3 separate regions of the Mus musculus genome follow, and regions 1 and 2 are each linked to region 3. The links are chromatin contacts, called in public Hi-C and Micro-C maps. All regions are on one chromosome and are shown on one strand. The core of a region is the stretch at or near the end of the contact, and the rest is flanking DNA. Distances in the headings are between cores, read along the strand shown. Region 1 holds the start of Rnf38 (ring finger protein 38). Region 2 holds the start of Tmem8b (transmembrane protein 8B). Region 3 holds the start of Glipr2 (GLI pathogenesis-related 2).

What was found. A called contact is a pair of places that touch in the nucleus more often than the background predicts.
Region 1: a Hi-C map of CD8 T cells shows a contact between it and region 3, with 4 times the contacts expected there. The contact joins the promoter of Rnf38 here to the promoter of Glipr2 in region 3. A contact is called at or near these places in 1 of 39 promoter capture datasets (pre-B cells), 2 of 484 Hi-C or Micro-C datasets (CD8 T cells and LSK cells), 1 of 115 datasets of contacts at active chromatin or transcription factors (memory CD8 T cells) and 1 of 9 other capture datasets (adipose tissue).
Region 2: a contact with region 3 is called in a Micro-C map of embryonic stem cells, with 1.9 times the contacts expected there. The contact joins the promoter of Tmem8b here to the promoter of Glipr2 in region 3. A contact is called at or near these places in 1 of 484 Hi-C or Micro-C datasets (embryonic stem cells), 2 of 115 datasets of contacts at active chromatin or transcription factors (both in embryonic stem cells) and 2 of 9 other capture datasets (adipose tissue and liver).

Annotation. Positions count from the first base shown.
Region 1 is chr4:44,232,195-44,237,004 of GRCm38.p6, forward strand. Rnf38 (ring finger protein 38) reads right to left here and starts at 1,711. Exons shown (of 12, transcript NM_001379580.1): 1 at 1,349-1,711. The coding sequence starts at 1,613.
Region 2 is chr4:43,666,524-43,671,339 of GRCm38.p6, forward strand. It overlaps Tmem8b (transmembrane protein 8B), which reads left to right and starts at 2,784. Exons shown (of 13, transcript NM_001368840.1): 1 at 2,784-3,511. The coding sequence starts at 2,983. It overlaps Fam221b (family with sequence similarity 221, member B), which reads right to left and starts at 2,336. Exons shown (of 7, transcript NM_175517.3): 1 at 2,071-2,336; 2 at 1-86. The coding sequence starts at 86.
Region 3 is chr4:43,954,676-43,959,141 of GRCm38.p6, forward strand. Glipr2 (GLI pathogenesis-related 2) reads left to right here and starts at 3,027. Exons shown (of 5, transcript NM_027450.3): 1 at 3,027-3,098. The coding sequence starts at 3,086. Gm30377 (a long non-coding RNA gene) reads right to left here. Exons shown (of 4, transcript XR_881223.2): 2 at 2,715-2,811; 3 at 1,537-1,708; 4 at 1,043-1,258.

The DNA of each region.
Region 1 (4,810 bases), core at 461-2,960, 280 kb after region 3:
AAAAAAAAACCACACACAAAATTATGTCAGACCCATAGGAAAACTCTATATTGTAGACAGCGCTCAGCTTGAAGAGGCTCACTTCAAACTTACCCTATTTGCTTTGCTTGCCTTTTGGAAGCATCCCAGTCTTTTTCTCTAAGCTATCTGCTCTCCTCCCTCCCCTTCAGCAATCCCTTTATCTCCCTTCCCCCACAATAACTACATACCCTCTCTTTTTCCCCATTCCACAGCTTCTACTGATCTTTCCTCATTGCCTGCTATCCTTCCATTGCTTTCTCCTCTGGAAATAATTATTATCCCCTCGCCTTTTCTAAGATGCACGCAGAGTAAAAGCAACTCGCCTAATCACCCCAAGTAAGAATGGATTCCTCCTGAATTGTAAAGCAGGCAGGAGGGTGAGTTGTCCTAACCCTCCCAACTTCCTTCCCCCTTCTAGGACAGCTGCTCTTCCTCAGAGAATTCTCCAAGTGTGTTAAGTCCAGACCATCTAGAAAAGGCTCGGATGGCCTTCTGTCGCATGCATGCTTTTACCAGGACCAGTTATGTATTTCTGTTCCGGGCATAAACAAAACTCGGGCAATTTCCTGGAAAAAGACACTGTATAAACAGGCCTCCTTCCCTTTCATTCCCGCTGGGCTGGCTTAGCCTATGCAGTAGTGAGAAGGCTGACCTGGAGAGGGCCAAACGGTCCCCGAGTCAAGTTTCCAAAGCTCTACTCCACTACCTCAATAAAACCCTCTCGGAGCACATCCCCCTCCCCGCCCCCGGCAGGAGTCCTGCTCGCTCCAGCTCCCAAAATCGGCTCCCCAGGGCACTAAGCTCCCGAGGCAGCTCCTGTTTCTCCTTCCTACCTGTCCTGGTCAGCTTAGCATAGGTTAGCTACCCTGGTGGGTGTGCCAGGGCGCAGGCCCCAACCCCCTTCTTCCTACCACTCCAGACTCAGGGGCTGGGGACTCTGCCTCCTCCTCCCAGCCCCCTCGGCTGACGGCCCGCGCCAGCTCCAGGGTGGCCCTGGTTCTCAGCCAAGACACGACTCTAGCTGGCTTTGTGACCTTGGGCAAGTCACTTCCCCCGGTAAGCCTCAGTTTCCTCCCCGGCAGAGCCGATTCCTCACGAGGTCCTGCCCTGCCCACCCCGCAGGAAGGGGCTGCCCAGCGGGTGCGAAAACGCTTTGTGAGGCGCTCTGCCCGGCGGAGGAGCAGGGCTCCCGGGGTCTCCCGGGCTGGACAAAGCTGTGGCGGGCAAGGCTCCTCCCTCTCCGCGGGACCCCTTGCCCCGGACTGACCCTCACCCCTCCCCGCACAGCCCGCCCCGCCCCGCCCCGCCTCGCCGGCAGACCCCGTACCTGCTCCGGGCGCTCTGCCGCAGGCACCGACACCCTGCGCCCCGCTCCGAAGAGGCCCGTGGCCCGGAGGGCTAAGGCGGCCGGCGGTGATGGGCTCGGGCCGGGGCGGCGGCGGGGGCGGCGGGGGGCGCGGGCGGCGGGGGGGCCCGAGCTCGGCGGGCCCCGGCCTGGGAGACGACGACCGAGGCTGGAAGTGCGCGGCGGCGGCGGCTGAGGCGGCGGCGGCGGCGGCGACCGCGACCGCGGCGGCGGCGCTTCCGCTCATGGCGGGGCCGCGGGCAGCGGCTCGGACTGCGACTCGACTCCGGCGCGGCGGGCGCTGGCTGGGCCCGGACCGGCGGCGAAGGAGGCTGTGGCGGCGACGGAGGCGGCTCCCGGCGGGCCAGGAGGCGGAGCCGAGCCGCGGCGGCGGCGGCGGCGGAGGGGGCGGGGACGCCGGGGGGCGGGGAGACCGCGCCGCGCCGCCAATGAGCGCTGGGCTCCGGGCCGTGGCTCCCGGGCGGCGTCTAGGGGGATCCTCAGCAGCCGCGGCCCGCCCAAGCGGGGAGGCCCGGGCCAAAGCTCTCGGCATCTGCGCCCCAGCCCGGTGCTGCCCCGCCCCCGGCCCGCCTCCGGGGCGCGGCCGCGGGCCTCGGAGGCCAGGCCGACCGCTGCGCAGGCCCTGCCGCTCTGCTGCCTCGGGCGGTGTCTGCGCTGGGGAGTGTACCCCGGTCCGCCCCGGTTAGCCTCAGCCTGCCGGGCGTTCCTCTGCCTTCCCTGCGCCTGCCTGCCTGCTTGCTTCCTGCCTCTGCCCCCTGCACGTCGGTCCTCCCTCCCGGTTGTCTCCTCAAAGTTTGTGCTTTTGAGACACTTAGGAAAGAAACTCTCTCTTCGCTTCTGAGGCTGATTGGTGATAGATCAGTCTCCGCGGAGCCCTAGAGAACCGCAGAGGCGGAGACGCAAGAGTTGGAGATGAACGAGCGCCCTTCCCTGAGTCCTGGAGACCCATCTTGAATTCCCAGCAGAAGCCAGTCCGACTCAGCGGTGGTCCTCGCCCCTGTCTCCGACTTTCTCTTCCTCTTTCTCACTTTAAATACCCTTGTCGGGAAAGCCCTGACAGGAAGCCGTCCAGGCAACTGGGCCTAATCTCAGAAGAGGAAGAGGCTTCGAAGTGAGGAAACATTCGGAGCTGTACTGAAGGCTTTCCTATTATTTGGGGAAGATTTCTGAGGATTCAAAACACCATCATTCCCCCTCCCCCCGGTCTGCCCTCTTTTCTCAAATGCGATGTTGGCGGCTGAACCGATTATCTTCCCATCATTCTCTGGCTCTCGGCGTTATCCATGGAAGAGCAAAATAAACCCAACCATGTGCTGAGTAGAGTCTCTAAGTACAGGCATGTGGGTAAGGGTGCAGCTAAGCTGCTGGCTAGATTGTTTTAATAAAAATTAGCCTCAGCTTTTTCCCTGCACCATGCAAAGAAAGACTGGGAGGGCAAAGCAGACGATCTTTGGCAACAGACATTTCCAAGTCCGCAGTTGACACTAGATGATGCATTGTCTTTCATCTATCCGGTCATTAGCGGTGCTCAGAAATGAAGCTACGACGATAATAACGATATTGTCCAGGCCTTCAGAGAGCTTGCAATCTCCTTGGAGGTCAGAGAGTCTTAGAAGTTATGGATGATAATTGCATCAGAGAAGATCATTCTTGGTCACTTGAGATATTTGTAGTCAAATTTCTGAGCTACACAGAACCTATCTCAAAAAACAAAAACAAAACAAAACAAAAAAAAACCACACACACACACACACAACAACAACAAACCTTTTAAAGATCTTAAGAGCCGGACGTGGTGGCACACGCCTTTAATCCCAGCACTCAGGAGGCAGAGGCAGGCGGATTTCTGAGTTCGAGGCCAGCCTGGTCTACAAAATGAGCTCCAGGACAGCCAGGGCTATACAGAGAAACCCTGTCTCGAAAAACCAAAATAAAATAAAATAAAATAAAAAAGATCTTAAGGATGAGTAGTTCACCAAGAAGGACAGCTCGGGGAAGCTGTACTGAAACACAGTGAGATTATCTTTGACCAAAGGACCTAAATTTTCCTGCATTTCATCCCTGAGTTTCTTGTCACAGGAGAGTCAGATAATGTATTTTCAGGCCAGGGCCTCCATCCTAATAAGGCCACTGAAGAACATCTGTAAACTACTGTCCAGAGGCATCGTCCCTTTCATGAATCGCAGCCATCTTGAGCATTGTTTACCCTGTTTTTGTTGTTATTGTTGTTTTGTTTGTTTTTCAAAACAGGGTTTCCTCTGTGTAGCCCTGGCTGACCTGGAACTCAGGCTGTAGACCAGGCTGGCCTTGAACTCATCTGTCTGCCTCTGTATCCTGAGTGCTGTGACTTAAAGGCGTGAGCCACCACCACCCAGCCAGGTTAGTCTCTTTTTATCCCCACAGTCAACACCCCAGAGTCATCTCTTACAGCTCCAAGCTAGAGCAAATGTCTTAAGTGACCACCCTAAAGAGAAAGAACAGACTAGCAGTGTAGTCTAGTCAGCCCAAAGAACCCATCAAAGGATGCCTTGAGACCAGGAAGAAATGAGAGAGGGCCCAAAAGCCCTGAGTCATCGCCACACCCCCTAAGACATCATGAAAGCCTGGGCCCTCCTGCCTGCTGTGGCCCACTGGCCATTCTCCATTGGTGATTAGTGAGAGAGACTAAATCTATGGGTGTAGAAAACCCGCAGGTGTAAGAGATCAATAGGGTTGATCACTAAGGAGGTGCTGCAGAGGTCAGAAGGAAGAAAAGATTGTGAGGAGATCAAACTGGGAAGTTGATCTTTTGGTTATTTTGGGGTTTTTTGTTTGTTTGTTTATTTTTGTTTTATTTTTCAGCGCTGAGGACTGAACCCATGACCTTGCGTTTGCTATGCTAGCTCTCTACCACCTAGCTAAACCCCCAACCCCCAAACTGGGGAGTTGAAATGCTGGATATGTACACAGTGCAGCATTATTCATCTGTAAAGAACAACAGAAGCTCACCATGTGCAGCTAAAGAAGTGGATCTGGAAGACATCATGTTGAGACAAGTACTACATGCTCCTCTCACGTGCGAAACGTTTTACAACATAAACCCCATAGGCTGTGGAGATGACAAACCCCACACCCAAAGCACCATTCTCCGAGGACCCATGTGAAAGGACAGAATTGGCTCCAGCAAGTTGTCCTCTGACTTCCACACAGCCTTCATAGCGTGCACTCACGCCACCCCCCAACCTACCCACCCACACAAACACTTAAATGTAATAATTTTGTAATAAAAAATGTAGCCCAGCGGTGGTGGGACAGGCCTTTAATCTCAGCACTTGAGAGGCAGAGGCAGGCAGATTTCTGAGTTCGAGGCCAGCCTGATCTACAAAGTGAGTTCCAGGACAGCCAGGGCTATACAGAGAAACCCTGATTCGAAAAACCAAAAAA
Region 2 (4,816 bases), core at 1,534-4,033, 290 kb before region 3:
TCTTCAGCGTTGGTGTCCTCTAAAGAAGGCTGTTCCTTTGCATCCTGAGTGTCCTGAGGGCCTTCTGTGGTCTTATTTGCTTCCATCTAGTGGCAGAATAAGGTACAGGCTCCATTAGGCTGAGGCTGGAGGGTCTATAAGTCGGGGCAGAGCCCCAGGGTTCACAGATGGTACAGATAAGGAAAAAAAAATTAGTACTGCACCTAAGACATTACAAGTAAGAAAGAAGTCTGAATTTCAGGGTGCAGTGCCAGGAGGGTCTCTCATGTATACTCCCCCTCCCCACAGTACTATTGTAGGGTGGCAAGGAGCTAGAATTTAAAGATGAAGCAACAGAAGAAGCAGTCAGAATCTCATCAGTAGATGGTAGCAGAGGACCATGGCCCAGGAGGGAGCCCCAACACAGCTACTTTGCCAGTCCAAGTGCAGGGTGTGGGGCATGTCTTAAGATCCTGGAATTGTAGCTCTGGAGTGCCCGAGTGGGGTTGGCTTCGAAGAGCCCAGGAGAATGCCACAGAACACACAGCTGTTGTCCAGGGATACCAGCCTCCTTCCTTAATCTCATTTATGTGCAAGGCTTCAACTACTTCCAGCTACATGCTGTGTCCACTTGTGCTCCCCTCTTTTTCTTTTGAAGGCCTTGTAGCCCAGGCTCTTTCTGAACGCCTTATAGGACTCCTGCCTCGGCCTTGTGAGGATGACATTATAAAGGTGCATCACCGTGCCTGGCTACCTCTGGCTTCTAAATCTGCATCTCTAACTCAGATCTCGTTATTCCCTTGTGCTTTAGGTGCGCATGCCTGGTCTTTCCCAGGGAAGTCCCACTCCCTTCAAACCTGGAAATACATGTCTTACCCTAGTCTTCTGTAGTGCCATCTGCAACTAGCACCACTCTTAATCTTCCAAACACGCCCCAATTGTATCTCTTTCTCACTGCTCCCTTCAATTTGTTCATGTCCTCATTATCTTCTGCCTGGCGGTACAGTACCATTGGCTCTCCACTACCACCTCTGCATATCCACCCACTCAACCTTACACTTAGGACATATTTTATAAACATCCCAAACTAACACTTTACTCAGGCACCATGTATGCATCTGGGACCAGATGAGCTTGAGAGGCAATGCAGCACACAGGAGCAGAATGGATGGCTTGTCTCCAGGATGCTGTGAAGAGGGAGGGTGCTAGATTCACCCTAGAAAGATCCAGGAGGGAAGCTCTTTCCTCCTCCAGCAAGACCTTTTGAACACACACAACCTTCTGAACCAGCCTAATGGATGACATCCAAGTTTCTTGGCCCTGACTGGCAAGGTCTGTTGTCACCACCTCAGACCCTTTCAGGTGCTAAGGAATGAACTGGAGGCTTTTATATGCTGGCAAGTGCTCTATCATGGAGCTACACCCAAAAACCCTTGGTATTTTGAGACAGGGTCTCACTATAGGCCTGGCTGGCCTAGAATTTGGACCAAGCTGGCTTTAAACTGGCAATAATTCTCCTGCCTCTACTTCCCAGGTACTGAAATTACAGGCCAGTGCCACCACTCGGGCTTCCAACACAGACCCTGTCATCTGTACAAGTCTATCATCATTTGTAAGAGCTACTTAAGGATTCACGTGTTTCTCTGATCTGTAGTGTGTCCCGTGTCTCAGAGACAGTATTAGCTACCTTGAGATATTGCATCTTAAGCTCATTAGAGCGATCTCTCAGCAGAAGACCTGGGTTTAATTCTCAACATGGCTGCTCACGACCGCCCGTAATTCTAGTCCCAAGGGCTCTGACCCTCTCTTCCAGCCTCCACAGACACTGTACTCATGTGGTGTACAAATATACACGCAGGCAAACACACCCATACACATAAAATAAAATTAAAGGTTTGTTTTTTAAAAAAGTAATTACTTTCCCTGGGGTCTTTCTACAGGGCAAACTAGCAAAGGGGCAGAGGGAGGATGACGAGAAAGTGGGTGAGAACGCGGACAAAAAGTAGAGGACGAGCGGGGAAGGACAGATGGTATTAGGAAAAGTGGCAGGGTAAAGGGCTGGGGTGGAGGGCTGTTTGAAAAACTACCTACCTCTCTGCTTGGGCTTGGTGATCCCAAGTCCTTAGGTCAGGATCTTTACCTGGGTTGGAGGGGGAAGTATTGATTCTGACCTACGGAATGGTTTTGCTGTTGATGAGCCAGGCTGTAGGTGCTAACTGAGAGGCCTTGTTAAGTTTGTTTGGGAAGGCGTAGGCACCTGCAGACCTTAGCAAAGGGACTCTGGCCCCAGTTGATAAAGGCAGTAAAGGGAAGGAAGAAGAGAGGTCCAGGGCCAATGAAGGATGCGCTCTAGAACCCAGGACAGGCTTCGATCCCCAGGGCAACAGAAATGCCAAGTAGTCTCCAGGGCAACAGAAGTCTTCTCGTCATCTCCGGGCGTGGGTGAGGTTTCCTGAGAGGGCTGCTTTGGATCTAGTTGGGATCAGAGTTGAGTGAGTCTCTCTGTAGGCTGTGCAGACCTAGGAATGGGAGGAACACGGCCCGAGAGGAGCCTGGTTTTGTGAATTTCTGGAAGGTTTCTGTACAGTATGTGAGCCGCGTTCACTGGGAGATGTGGACCTGAGAGGTGACCCAGGGCCGGGCGGTGAGGCTTGAGACAGAGGCTCTAAGGTAGGCAGCGCAGCAGGCTTCAGTTAGAGGCCAATAGAATTGGGTAGGGGCGGGCTTTGCTGAGAGCGGCCAATCGCATGGGGCGCGGGGCGGAGCGTCAGGCGAGCGTCACGCCGCGGCCGCCGCGGGGCCTGGTTAACGCCGGTTCAGCGCAGCCCGGAGTCGCCCAGGCCTGAACTCCTCCCCAGGTCCCGGCCCCGGCCCCGGCCCCGGCCCCAGCCCCGAGCCCGCGAGGACGCCAGAGGCCACCCCCCGGGGGTGGGGAGCGGAGCCGCGGGTCAGCTCTACGAGCGTCCCGTGCTGGCCTGGCCGGCCCCGCCCCCGCCCCGGGCCATGGCCCAGCCCTTGTCCCGGCCCCTCATCCTATCCCAATTTCAGCCTTGGCCTCCGGCCACGCCCTCGCCCCGCTTCCCAAACCTGTCCAGGCCCCGGCCGGTGTCCCAGCGAATGTCCAGGTCCAGGTCCCCGCTTCAACCCCGGTCCCTGCCCCCAGCCTGGCCGCTATCTCCGCCTCGGCCCTTGTTCCACCCCTTGTCACAATTCCCAGCCCAGCATCTGACCCTGTCCCATTCCCCGCGTTTGCTTAAGCCCCTGGCCCAGCCACAGCCCTTGCTTCAATCTCCATCACACCCACTCCTTCCATCACACCTTCTGCCCTTGTTTGAGCCCCGGTGCTCAGTTCAGCGCCACCCAAAAAAAGCCCAGTCTTTGCCCCCATCTCTATGTTTGCCCAAGTCTCTTCCACTGGGTCCCCGCCTCTCTCATACTCTACCCCTCTCCCAGCCTCGACTCAGGTCTGGGCTCCAGCTGCCACCAGCCCTATTGCTGCTGTTGCTGTTTTCTGTCCTTGGTCCAGGGGCTGGTGAGTGGAGAAGCGGAAAGGATTGAGACCGGATGGGGTTCCAGGGAGGGATAGCTTGGAAAGAGTCGGGAGAGGTGGGACTTGGTGAGCTCGGTCACTGGGGGAAGAAATGTGTGTGTGTTGGAGGGGAAGAGCAAGAAGGGGGCTTACACAAGAGATGGATTTGCAGCCTTTAAGAGTGGTGAGGCAGGGACTCTCAGGTAGTTCAGCAGGTTGCTAATAGTCCTCAAGAGATGGAGATCTCCTTTCCCGGTGTCCATCCTGACTCCTTGAGTCTGGCTTACCCTGGGAAGTCTTGGGGACTTTGCTCCTTTTGTTTCCAAAGTTTTATGGAGAGGACATAGTAAAAGCTTTTATTGTAACCTGAGATATGGAGACACTGTAGCCTAAAACTTTGAGATAACAAACACGCATTAAAAGAAAAAAGGGCTGAAAAGCAGTTTTGAAGACAATATGTTGCATTATATAGATGGACATGGGTTATTTACTCTTTCTTCTTGTGCTGGGTCTTTCCCTAAGCAATCATAGCTGGGCTAAGGATAGTTTTTGATACGTTTAAAGCATGACTGAACCTCAGCACAATTCTGCAGATGAGGAAACTGAGGCTCAGGCAGGGAGCAGTTCAAAGTTGTGTTCTACATAGATGGCAATAGTGGAGCTAGAAAAAAAGGTTTCCTAATTCCCGTGACATAGTGGTTGTCTCCCTCCCCTCTTCCTCTGACTACAATACCCGATTGAAGTATTCCTCCATTGACCCAAGGCATAATCTCTTTCATAAACTGTTTCTCACTTGTATCTAGTTCAGGAAGCCCCTTGGCTGGTTAGTAGAGCCGCCCAGCCTCTTAATGGTCAGAATGAGAGAAGCAGAGAGGGGCCTAGCTTAAGGGGCAGAGGTGGTCCCATCAGGAAATGGCTAGTGTTCAAGGTCTTAGCCCCAAGCCACCTTTGCTGAGTGGCTCTGTATCGAGAGATTGTCCCAACTGTCTTTGGCAATAACAGCTAGCTGCAGCTGTGGGTGGCAGGGGTTTTCAATGATCTCAGTGGGTCTGCTCAGTGTACAGCCTGAGATCAGTGCCATCTGAGGGTCGTAGGCCTGCAGAGACGTGTGGGGACTGTGTACTTGTGTGTATAACAGGGACCTGGGAATGGTGCATGTGTGCCATGCATTCACTCTTGCATGTTGGTGAGCTGCATTTGATCTGAATATACGTGAGCTGATAATGTCTTTGGAGTGCATATATTATTGTGTGAGGGGGAGGGGATGCTATATGGCCTACACACTTCTCAGCTTGGCACGCTCCTCTT
Region 3 (4,466 bases), core at 1,777-4,276:
AGGCAGATTTCTGAGTTCGAGGCCACCCTGGTCTACAGAGTGAGTTCCAGGACAGCCAGGGCTACACAGAGAAACCCTGTCTCAAAAAAAAAAAAAAAAAAAAAAAGACAGTAGCTAATTCTGATGCTGAACCAGAGGGCACTTGTCTGGGGTTGGGGAAGACTTATAGCTTGTCAGATCTAGCCAGGGACTGGGACTGAGATAATGGTGCTGAGTGCTTAGTTCGACACACCTTTGCCTCCATTCAAACCTAAACCAAATGTTAGGATCCTCAGATGGACTGGGAGCCAGAGATCGGCATAGACCGCTTCCTTCTTCCCGGTGTGACCCACTGATTCAGTCTCCTTTTTTTCTGTGATGCATGGGTGGGAATATCTTCCTTTCATCTTGGTCCGGGTGCTTCATCAATCTGTCAACCTTGCTTTCCTGCCTTTGGACAGGGGACCCAGTGGAGCAGCCAACACACAAGGCTGAGAACCTGCCGTTTTTCTAGCATCCTGGACATTATACCCACGAGAATTGATGCACCTCACCAGGCACTTCTGTTCGCTCTTTTCTGGAGAGGCCAGGAGAGCCCCACAGCAAGCCCATGCTCGTAAGGAGGTCATTGCTGCTGGAACGTCCTTCTCCTGCTTTTCAGAGAGAAGACGTTGAGCAAAAAAAGAAATAATCCCGGAGCCCACAGGTTAATCACACTAATAAAAACAACAACGAAGAAGCAGAGAGAACCACAGGCTCACTCTTCTTGCTAGCTCATAATCAGAGCTCCAGTACAAGAGCCAGAACTGACAGGCGTCACAAGACAATGGTAACTCTCATTTGCTTAGTGATGGTGGTGGGCAAAGCTTCCCTAAGCTGAGTATAGTCTGCTGAGCTACACCCCAAGGCTTGAAGTTCTTACATTTTTTTAAAAGATTTATTTATTTATTTATTTATTTATTTATTATATGTAACTACACTGTAACTGTCTGTCTTCAGACACATCAGAAGAGGGCATCCAATCCCATTACAGATGGTTGTGAGCTACCATGTGGTTGCTGGGATTTGAAATCAGGACCTCTGGGAGAACAGTCAGTGCTCTTAACCGCTGAGCCATCTCTCCGGCTCTCACTACAGCCCCGCTCACTAGGGTCCGGTTCAAAGTTCTTCAGTGAGACAAACCCAACAAAAATTGATGAAACTGATTAGGAGCTGTTGTCGGGAGAATAAGGAGTTCAGGCCATCCTCAGCTACATGGCTAGTTTGACGTGAGCCCAGGCTAGGTAACAAAACAGAAATTGGGTTAATCTCTCCTCTTGGTGTCTGATCTTTGTTATGGCTTGTCTCTGGTCTTTGCTGGCTAAGGCATTACCTTCCTCTCCAGCCTCCCAGTTGCCCTTAGTAGAAATCAGCTTTAACGGCACTTCAGTCGATTTGGCACACTACCTGCATGCAGCTGGCAAAACCGGTGGACAGAGCACACGGCACACCAACCATAAACTGTACTGCCCAGAGGCAGGAATTTAGCCTAGCCAGATCTCCAGCCTGCTCACTCACCTTCTGGTGACACTTCTGTACATGGTGTACGTATGCCTGATGCTTGTCCTCTGCACGCAGTAGGCGGTTCCTCTGTGCTCAGCTGTCTCCTTAGGGCCTTGCAGTTCTGGTTCCTCTGAAATAGCTTTCTAGAGATTCTAGGTGTGACAGGGACTTTTCCTGGGTCATTTGACTATTTCCATCGGAATTTGTCGGCAAAATGGAACAGAGAATTGAACAGAGTCAGAATCCCAACCCAGCACTAAAAGCTCGTTTAAGTCAGATGAGTACCAGTATCCACTCTACTCCTGCTTGGAAGTGCTAGGATGTGGGAAGTGTATTTGCTGGCCATGGAGAGAGGGAATGGCTGGGGGGTGGGCGTGGGCGGGCGTGCATTTAGCTCTGCGCTAACCTACTGGATACATCTGAGCTCCGTGCTGCAGGGTCTGGCCAGGTGTGGTGGTACAGACCTGACCTACAATGGGAGGTACACCGAGACTCCATCTGACAAACAATAACCTAAAAGTAAAATACATTTAAATTCATAGAAATAGGTACTGCTGGGGGTGTCTGTGGTCACAGCACTAGGGAGGTAGAAGCAGGAAGATCAGAACTTTAAAATCATTCTCGGCTATGTAGGGCACAAAGGTAAAGTCTCACTGTTTAGACCAGGCCAATCTTAACTCACAGAGATCTGCGTGCTTCTGTTTCCCAAGTGCTAAGAATAAAGGCATGAGCCACCATGTCTGGCCCAAATAAATGTATCTTTTAAATATATATGTATCCAGGGAGGGGGAGGCAAAGTGTCCTTGTAATCTGTGAATCATTAACTTTTTATGGTGAGAAAAATGTGTTTTGAATTAACCAGGGGGTCTCGGTTTAGATGACGCCAACATGTGGGGGTGCTGGATCCAAACTCAGGTGGGGAATTTGGGTTGGTCTCAAAGGCAGTGGGGTTCAAGAGGATAGGTCCAAGTCGGGCAGCGGCACCACCCTGGGGCGGTTGGAGTTGGAGGGCCGGAAAGTGTTCAGTTACAACCTGGGGATGCATAGCGGGACAGGGTCCTAAGAAGCTGCGATTGGAGCATGGTGTCACTGGGAAGGGGAAGCAGAACTTTGGGGATCTGGGAGGGGGTGGTGTTGCCAAAGACTGAGTCTGGGAGGTTACCGACCCCTGGTGGCGCCGGAGGGAACCGTACCTCACCAGGCCTTCTCCAGGCGTCGGTCGCGCGGGAACCGTGGGGAACTACAGGGAAGGCGTGGACGCCCCTAGGTCTTGCGCGCGCACTTGCTGCTCTAGGAGACAAGGCACGCTCAGAATCAGCATTCGTATCCACATCTGGACCGCCCTAGCCAGCGGCGGAATCCCACCCGGCCAAATGAATTCTAGGGGTGGCCCCCTGCGCCTCCGCCTGCAGCTGCCTTTGCCTTATAAGGCGGGGCCGGGCGGCGCCGGGGGAGTGGCTGTGGCCGCCCCTGCCCCTCCCGGCCCCGGCCAGCTGCTGGGACCCCGCTAGCCAGCGCAGCGCAACGCAGCCGCAGCGGAGCGGAGGAGCGCACACAGCAGGCCATGGGCAAATCAGGTGAGCCACCCATACGGCCCTCCGGGGAGCGGGGATGACGCCTAGACCCTCGCCGTCACCCTGCCCCATCTGGAGCATGATCCCCTGGGAGCCCCTGGAAAGTCCCTGTCACTCTCGCTGCAATGCGGGATCCCTGGGTGCGGGATGGAGAGCGCGCATAGCAAAGTTCCGAGGAGCGGCTGTTTCTGGTTCAACCAGGGGGTGGGGTGGGTGGCGCGGAGGTAGCGGTAAGAACACCGGCTAGGAGAGAAAGAATGAGGGGAATGAGATGGAGGGTCCCTTTGGCTGCGAGCCAGGGATTGCGTCAGCGAGGGTTTCTAAGCGCTGATGGGGATAGCTGAGCCTGCCTAGGCGTGGCTATGCTTTGTCCAGAGGAAGACAAAGTTACAGTGGGAAAAAGACACCAAACCGTGGCAGCATCCCAGGCTGCGAAGCAACTAGTCTGGTTCCACCCAACTAAAGGCAGCTCTGAGACTCCTTTTCGTCTCCTTCTCGCTCACCTCCTGAGGCCCCTCCGTGCCAGGCTGGGTGCTGTGCAGAGCTACTTCCCCTGTGATCTCTGCCCTGCTGCCGCCCACCCTCACTCCTGTGGCTGTAAAGTTTACGTTTCTGAAAAGCCGTTTTCCTGTCGCTCCTTGTTTTTGTCACCTTCCACCCCATTGTCGGCTCTCTGGCCACTGACAGCACCCCCTCTGCCACACAGCTGCGCTGGCTGGCAGGCAGGCACTCAGGTCCTTTCCCCTCCGTGTCCCGGTCCAGTCTTCACTACTCCCATCATCCAGCCTGAAACCCTTCCCATCCTTCTGTGTTCAACTCCTGTGATAGCAGGGGGTCCCATCCATAATCTCTCCCTCCTCCTTCAGAGGGACAGCCCACACCCTGTGTCATTTGTTGTCACTCCTGCATAGATAAGGGACAGGTGGGCAATAGATCTTCTTGCCTCAGTTTCCTCCCTCGTGGGCATCAAGGCTTCCTATTTATTAGAATATCATCCGTGCCTCATGGGAGGCTCTAAAGCAGAGGCTCTCGACTTTGCTGATGCTACAACCCTTTAATTCAGTCCCTCACCTTCTGGCGACCCGCCTTCCACCATAAAATTACATTGTTGCTACTTCATAACTGTAATTTTGATATTATGATTCGGAATATAAATACTATATGATGTGTGGCCCCCCGGGGGGGGCAGTCACCAACCCCAGGGGGTCGCAGCCCACAGGTTGACAACTACTCAGTGGAGTCAGTGGGCTGTCAGCCTCAGGTGAGGATGGCTGAGTCCCTTCATGGAGCTGTCTATCCTCCAGGACCTAGACTCAAGAGATACATGGGGTGTGTGGTCTTTTGTGACCTGGTCCTAACTTGCTTTTCTTC